Regions from separate parts of the Arachis hypogaea genome. Here region 1 is linked to region 2. A link is a contact called in public Hi-C data. All regions are on one chromosome and are shown on one strand. Each heading gives the region's core, a stretch centred on a gene start, on an enhancer-like site or on the middle of the called end of the contact. The rest is flanking DNA. Distances are from core to core; before and after follow the strand shown.

What was found. A called contact is a pair of places that touch in the nucleus more often than the background predicts.
Region 1: a contact with region 2 is called in a Hi-C map of leaf, with 5 times the contacts expected there. The contact joins the promoter of LOC112762406 here to the promoter of LOC112763180 in region 2. A contact is called at or near these places in 2 of 8 Hi-C or Micro-C datasets (both in leaf).

Annotation. Positions count from the first base shown.
Region 1 is chr17:39,379,231-39,383,468 of arahy.Tifrunner.gnm2.J5K5, reverse strand. LOC112762406 (serine/threonine-protein kinase CTR1) reads right to left here and starts at 1,698. Exons shown (of 16, transcript XR_003182672.2): 1 at 1,091-1,698; 2 at 1-993.
Region 2 is chr17:39,236,136-39,240,034 of arahy.Tifrunner.gnm2.J5K5, reverse strand. It overlaps LOC112763180, which reads left to right and starts at 2,131. Exons shown (of 3, transcript XM_025808916.1): 1 at 2,131-2,228; 2 at 2,466-2,661; 3 at 2,737-3,063. The coding sequence starts at 2,131. The coding sequence ends at 3,063.

The sequences.
Region 1 (4,238 bases), core at 449-2,948, 140 kb before region 2:
TATCGATGTTATTGTTGTTGCGATCTTGCTCCTCTTCTTCGTCGTGGTGGTGCTTCCTTGTTGCGTTGGGGGACGAGGAGTCGTCTTTGATGTTAATGGTGTTAATGTCGCTGGAAAATGTGGCGGTGCCGTCGAACGTCGTCGTTCCGGAGAACAAGCTCCCGGCGTAGCTGCTTCCACTCGACAACCGCGGCAGCGACACCTGCCGATCGAAGCTCTGGTCAACGCCTCCGCCGCCGCTGGAATCTTTGACCGTCCCCGCCGCCGCCGTGGGAGGAACCAACATTTCGTGATCGTCATCATCCTCCTCCTCCTCCGCTGCCGCCAAAGCATGGCGGCGACAATCCAATCGGTTACCAGAATCACGCTTCTTATCGTTGATCCAGTTACAGAAGGCGGCGATTTGCTTGCTCTTTGCCCTGAACCTGCCTACTCCGGCAACGCCGGCGCCGGCGAAGAGGTCAGAAACAGCCGAGTGTTTCCCCGAGGGAAAAACGACGACGTCTTTGGAGTGAGGAGCAGTAGTAACAGGTGTGTCAGTAGCAGTAGTAGTAGTCGTTGAAGACGCGACGTCGTTTTCAGTGCCAAAATTATTATCATTATCAGGTGATTTGACAGAGTTGACGAGTCTCTTCTTCTCGTGATCCAATCTCTGCCTCGCAGATTCATCCAACCCTCTCTCTGGAAATTGCCTAGGGAAAATGTAAGTTGCTCTATGAGGCATTTTTTTTGCCTTTTTTCTTTTTCTTTTTCTCCTTTTCTTGTTTGTTTCTTTATTATTCACTCACAAACCGTGAACTCACTTTTTTCTCCTTTCTTTTCTATTTTAACCACCCACCCACACGAAGATCCTTACGCACCTACGACAATCACAGTTGTAAATATCGCTGCTTTTGAAGATGATGCACGGACTTGTCCCGTGCAAACCACTGTCCTCTGAAATCGTCGTCGTGTTGTTCGTGGTGGTCGTCGTCGTCTTCTTGTTCCCTCAAACTATAACATGCACATAACATACGTAAACGTTGTTAAGCTGCAACATATATCATTATAAATACTAATCTTATAGAAATTTCACTTTAAAATGAAGCACCTGCAAATTTATGGTTCAACGCTGCGTGATAACAGAGACTTAATTGATGACGAGGTTTCAGTTATGAGGCAATTGATGACCTCTCGTAGAACCCAAGAGGGAATGCTTAGAGTGGAAGTTTATGTAGTACTATAAATAAATAATTAATAAAGAATATTAGCCAAAAACAAAAAATCCACCAATGGGTATTGCAGTGCAGAAGTTTTGGACTTCCGAGGCGGTGGAGAGAGTATGGGAAAAGAGATATGGAAAGAGTGTGTTAGAGTTTGTGTTTGTGTGAGACTAAGTCCTGAAAAGCTGGTTTTGGCTAGTGCGTGACGAAGGCAGTGTGTTTTTTTATGCGAAGTTTTTGGGATATTGAATTGGGTGGGAAATGGAAAAGAATTATATATACCAAGTCGGTATGCTAAAGTGAGCTGGGGGTGGTAGAGTGCATATGTCTCGGTGAGGCGACACGTCATATGGGGTGCCAATGGGGAGAGGACACGTTAACGATGAGGTGCGAAGGGCGCCATTAGTGGCCTGGGAACTGGGATGGTAATGTAGCGCGTAACGGGATTCTGTGGGTGGGTAGCTGCAGCAGATAATACCAGATAACAATGTAGCAGATTAACTGATTAATCATGTGTTGTATATATAGTAATATTACGAAAATGGATTCTCTCGTTTTTTTTCTCAGTTATTTTGTGAGGTATGTATAACTTTTTTACTTTATATTTGAAACCAATAAAAAATATGCAAAAAATTATTAAATATTAAAATATTATATTTTATTAAATAATTAAAAAAATTAAGAAAATTCACTCCCATAATAATACTATTAGATTACTTACTCAAAATATAATTGATCTTTTTGGTAATATTTATTGAGTAATAATTTAAAATTCTAATTCTTATTTATAAGTTTTTAATATTTGAAAGAATAAAATTTTATAAATATATATGTTATATTTTTAGAAAACAAAAAAAAATAATTTTAAATATTTTAAAAATTAAAGAACTAATTAAAAGATAAATTAAAACTTTTGGTTTTTTATAAAAATATGGAGAATCAATTTTAATTAGTTAATATTAATAGTTTAATTTACAATTTAATATTATAAATTAATAATTTATGATTTAAAATATAAATTTTAAAATAAATAAAAAATAACTTTAAAATAGTCTGTTGATGCTAACCGGAAAAGAATTTCTCACATTGCTCTTTTCATATTTATTTGTTGTAGTAATTTTACTTGTGATATTATGCTAACTTATGTGGGGTTTATTATTGGATTGAATTTGAATTCTATTCTTATTAATATAGTTTAATACTTTAATATAATATAACTTTACTTTTAAAGCCTAAACAGTTAAATTAGGAGAGATGTTTGGTAATTATTTTCCTGAAAATTAGAACGAATTTTAGATAAAGAAAATAGATGAGATGTAAAATTTGTTATGTCAAATAATTTAATCAAATTTATTTGACTGTTCAACAACGACATTTATATTATCTTCATATGAAAGCTATTCTAGCCACTTTTATATGAGTAGCTACTGAAATGTTATATATAATCATACAAATACATTTTTGTAGTTACCTATTTCTCAAAAATATTATATGCACTCCCAAAAACAATAGTTGTGTATATTTATTTATATGATTTTATATATTTTTAATGTGTATTATATATTAGAGAAATGTTAATAATTTGTATAAAGTGTTATCGACAAGTATAATGAATCTATAAATATATAAAACAATAGATATAAATACACAAAAATATTATTTTTAGAGATCAACAAATTATAACTCAAATGATATAATTAGGGACGAATTCAATAACAACAATAATGAGGGGCACTTGTCCTACTGTATTTTTTAACCTTTTTTTTAAAAAATAATTATATATAATATATCTTCATTACTACTACAAATAAATTAAATTTAATTTGCCAAAGTTCTAAATTTATTTTTTTATTTTTCTATCATTTTGACTATTATTTAATTTAATCAAATTTAATTTTTGTGTCACCACTCTTTTATTCTCTTAAACCCTGGCCTCTTCTTATTTTTATATTTTTAACCTTCTTTTTCTATTTTTTATCTAGTGGTTATCTTCTCTTCCTCAAAAGATAAATTTCGAATTCTCCATGTTTTTTTAATTTATATAAATTGATGACTCTACGTGTCTTCCAATTTCATTATTTCTCTTTTTGATATTTTTAGTTGCAAATTTTAATTCAAACAATTATAGTTTAGGTATTAAACTAACATTTTATTCTCTTCATGACTTTATTTATATATTTTATTTTATTTTCAATTTATTCATCTTTAGTACTTATTTTTTATTTTTTGTTCTATTATATGTACCTATGTTGTATATAAACTTTTAAAATGAAATGATTAATTTACTAATTTAAAATATATTTTTTATTTTTAAAAATAATAACAAAAAATATTTTAATTACAATACGTAATTAAATAGATGCATAAAATCTTTCATCTAACATTATATCAAAATTAAATTAAAAAATATATAACAAATTTAATTATTTTAAAAAGAAAGAAAAAATTGTAAATTAAATTTTTATTATTTTATATAAACATATTTTTCATATACATATTTAAATTTTTTAGTATTTATATATAATTTTAATTTTAACTTATGAATACTAGTGTATCATTAGACACTAATGTACTGATTGATTCAGTTTTTTATTATTAAATGTGCATAAAAAAATTAGTTAGGATAATAAGTTATCTATAATTTAATTAAAATATTTTAAGTTCAAGTTTTAGAAATAAAAAAATATATTTTTATAAATTATATATAATGAATAGTATTTTAAGAATGAAAGTGACATTGTTGTTGCTGTAATCAAGGAAGCGGTACCAAATATGTCTTTAGAAAGATCAGAAGTGATTAGAGCTGTAATTGTACGTACTTGTAAAGAACTTAAACGTAGCAATGGCATGATAATACAGTATGATGATAATGCCGCGGTTGTCATTGATCAAGAGGGAAATCCAAAAGGAACTCGAATTTTTGGCGCAATCGCCCGGAAATTGAGACAGTTAAATTTCACTAAAATAGTTTCATTAGCACCTGAGGTATTATAAGAAAAAACATTTTATTATTTAATGAAAATGAAATAGATAAAT
Region 2 (3,899 bases), core at 882-3,381:
CTGAGAAAATGGTATGCTTTATGCCGGAAGGGTCAGAAGCGCCTGTCGTGGTGAATCACTATTATTTGAACTCTATGATGATAAATTATTCTAGGACTGAATGTTGGGGCATTATGCTATTAACTGCGGGTGTTTTGGGTGATGACCAAACCTTGGAGCAAATTCCGGTTGTGTGTGAGTTCTCAGAGGTATTTTCAGACGATATTGACGAATTTCCACCTAACCGAGAGGTTGAATTCGCTATTGAGTTGGTGCCTGGAGCCGGTCTAATCTCGAGTGCTCCTTATAGGATGTCACCTCTAGAAATGGCCGAGCTGAAGGCTCAGCTAGAAGATTTATTGGGTAAACACTTTATTCGGCCGCTTGTTTCTTCGTGAGGAGCGCCAGTGCTACTGGTAAAGAAGAAAAATGGAAGTATACGCTTGTGTGTTGATTATCGGCAGCTAAATAAGATTACTGTGAAGAATAAATATCGGGTTACCAAGAATTGACGACCTAATGGACCAGTTACAAGGAGCCGGTGTGTTTTCTAAGATTGATTTGCGATCAGAATACCACCAGATAAGGGTTAGAGATGAGGATATTCCCAAAACTGCTTTTAGGACGCGTTATGGTTATTATGAGTACACAGTGATGTCTTTCGGGTTGACTAATGCTCCGGCAATATTCATGGATTACATGAATAGAATTTTCCATCCGTATATAGATAAGTTTGTTGTCGTATTCATCGATGACATTCTTATTTACTCCAAGACAGAAGATGATCATGCGGATCACTTACGGACTGTGCTGCGAATCTTGAAAGATAGGAAACTGTATGCTAAGCTATCTAAGTGTGAATTTTGAAAGAGAGAGGTGAAGTTTCTTGGCCACGTGGTGAGCAAGCAGGGAATAGCAGTAGATCCTGCTAAGGTTGAAGCAGTGATGAATTGGGAGCGACCAACTTTAGTGACGGAGATCAGGAGTTTCCTAGGTTTGGCAGGTTATTATCGGAGATTCATTAAGGGATTTTCACAGCTCGCCTTACCTTTAACCAAGCTGACTAGGAAAGATATGCCTTTCGTTTGGACTCCTGAGTGTGAAGAAAGTTTTCTGGCATTGAAACAGAGGTTGACCACTGCACCTGTGCTAGTTTTGCTTTAGCCGAGTGAATCGTTTGAAGTGTACTGCGATGCATCACTGAAGGGTCTGGGGTGCATGCTGATGCAGCACCATAAAGTTATGACATATGCCTCACGGTAGTTAAGGCTACATGAGATGAACTACCCAACTCACGACTTAGAACTTGCTGCTGTTGTGTTTGCTCTGAAGATCTGGAGGCATTATCTCTATGGCATTAAGTTCTAAGTTTACTCAGACCACAAGAGTTTGAAATACCTCTTTGAGCAGAAAGAGTTGAATATGTGTCAAAGAAGATGGATGGGGCTTCTGAAAGACTATGACTTTGAGTTAAACTACCACCCTGGAAAGGAGAATGTTATAGTAGACGCCTTGAGCCAGAAGTCTCTTTGTGCTGCTTGGATGATGTTGCGAGAGGAAGAGTTATTAAGAGCTTTCCAAGGTTTGAAACTGGGAGTTAGAGAAGAGTTTGTGACTCTGTGCTTAAGTCAACTACCTATTTCAAGTGATTTCAAAGCTGAACTCCTAAAGGCTCATCAGAATGACAAAGAATTGTATAAGATTTTGCTGGAGATTGAGCAAGGCAAACAGTGGAGAGTGTCAAAATACAAGGATGGTTTTTGGAGGTTCAAGGACCAGATTATTGTGCCAGATGTCGAAGATTTACGACAAAGCATCCTGAAGGAAGCTCATAAGACCGGATTCTCAATCCATCCGGGAAGCACCAAGATGTATCAATATCTAAAGACGATGTTCTGGTGGCCTGGAATGAAAAATGATGTGGCGTTGCACATTTCCAAGTGTTTAACTTGCCAGAAAGTTAAGATTGAGCACCAGAGACCATCAGGAACCCTTCAGCCTTTGGAGATTCCACAATGGAAGTGGGAGAGTATTGCAATGGATTTCGTACCGGGCTTAGTTAAGACTCGGATGGGTTATGACGCCATTTGGGTGGTTGTGGACTGACTAATCAAATCGGCTCACTTTCTCTCCATTCGGATAAGTTGCACGATGGAGGAGTCAGCGCGACTATACATTAAGAAAATTGTGAGATTACACGGTGTACCTTCCACCATTATATCCGACAGGGATCCTCGATTCACATCAAGGTTCTGGGAAGCCTTTCAATGAGCATTTGGCACTCAATTGAGCCTAAGCACTGCATATCACCCTCAGACGGATGGTCAGTCAAAAAAAACAATCCAGACTTTGGAGGATATGTTGAGAGCTTGTGTTTTGGACCAGCCGGCGAACTGGGATCGGTATATGCCCCTAGTGGAGTTTGCTTATAACAACAGCTACCATGCGACTATCGGAATGGCTTCGTATGAGGCTTTGTAAGGTAGGAAATGTCAATCTCCGCTATGTTGGTATGAAGCTGGAGAAAGGAGCTTGTTAGGGCCTGAGATGATAGCTGAGACCACAGAACAGATAAAGAAGATCCGTAACCGAATGCTTATAGCTCAAAGCCATAAAAAGAGTTATGCTGATCAGAGGCGGAATCCTTTGGATTTTGAGGAAGGAGAGCATGTGTTTCTGAAGGTTACTCCAACCACCAGAGTGGGAAGAGCTATTAGGACAAAGAAACTGAATCCCCGTTACATTGGACCGTTTAAGATCCTGAAGAGAATTGGACCAGTGGCTTATATGATCGCTTTACCGCCGCATCTTTCAAACCTGCATGACGTATTTCACGTGTCGCAGCTTCGGAAGTATACTCCTGACGCAAGTCATGTCCTAAAACCAGAATCAATTCAAGTAAGGGAAGATCTGACGCTTCCAGTAACTCCAGTTAGGATTGATGATACCAGCATTAAGCGTTTGCGCGGAAAGAAAGTATCATTAGTGAAAGTAGCTTGGAGTTGGGCTGGTATTGAAGAGCAGACTTGGGAGCTCGAGTCAGATATGCAGAAGGACTACCTACACCTCTTTTCAGGTAATTGAATCTGAATTTTGAGGGCAAAATTCTTAATTAGGTGTGTAGGATATAAACCCCACTAAATTAGTAAATAATTGGTCAATAAATTAAATTTTAATAAGGAAAATTAAAAATGAAAATATTATATTGAAATAGGATAAAGCTCTTTAAAACGAGAATTTTGACACTAATTTCGAAGAATTTGGCCCAAGATTGGACCGAATAGATAAAACCGATTGAACCAGATCCAAACCGGATCCGTGGGCTAAACTGGACCCATCACTTAAATGAGCTAAAGCTCATCTTCCTCCCCAATTTAGCAAAAAGCACACTGAAACACAAGGAGGGGAAGAAAAGGGTTCTAAACCCTTGTTCCAATTTCTAACCACCATAACTCTCAGCTGCGAGCTCCGATTGCCGCACCGTTTGCGGCCACACGTCCAGCGCGTCAAGCTCTACGATTCTATCGGATCAATTTATAGTTAAGCTTTAATCTCACCTCAGTTTCTCTACCCCTTTAATTTTCGAAAATTTTGAGCCTCTATGTTGAGATTTTGTCAATTTTGGTTCTCTAGGTTCAAATTAGCTTATGGAGCTTGTCGGATTTAGTTCATTTAGTCCATGGACATGGTAAGGACTATAAATCCTAGCTATTTCTTGTTTTGATTATGTTGGATATTGAGTTTTTGGGTATATGTATGTATATATATGTGTTAGGTGTATGAATGCATGATATGGAGACCTTGGAATCATTGGAAGCTTGATTTGAGAGCTTGGTGGGTGTTAGAGTTAAATTTTGGTGATTAAAGCCTTGCCCTTTTTGCCTAAGTGAGTTGCCTTGGTTAATACGTGAAAATCGGCC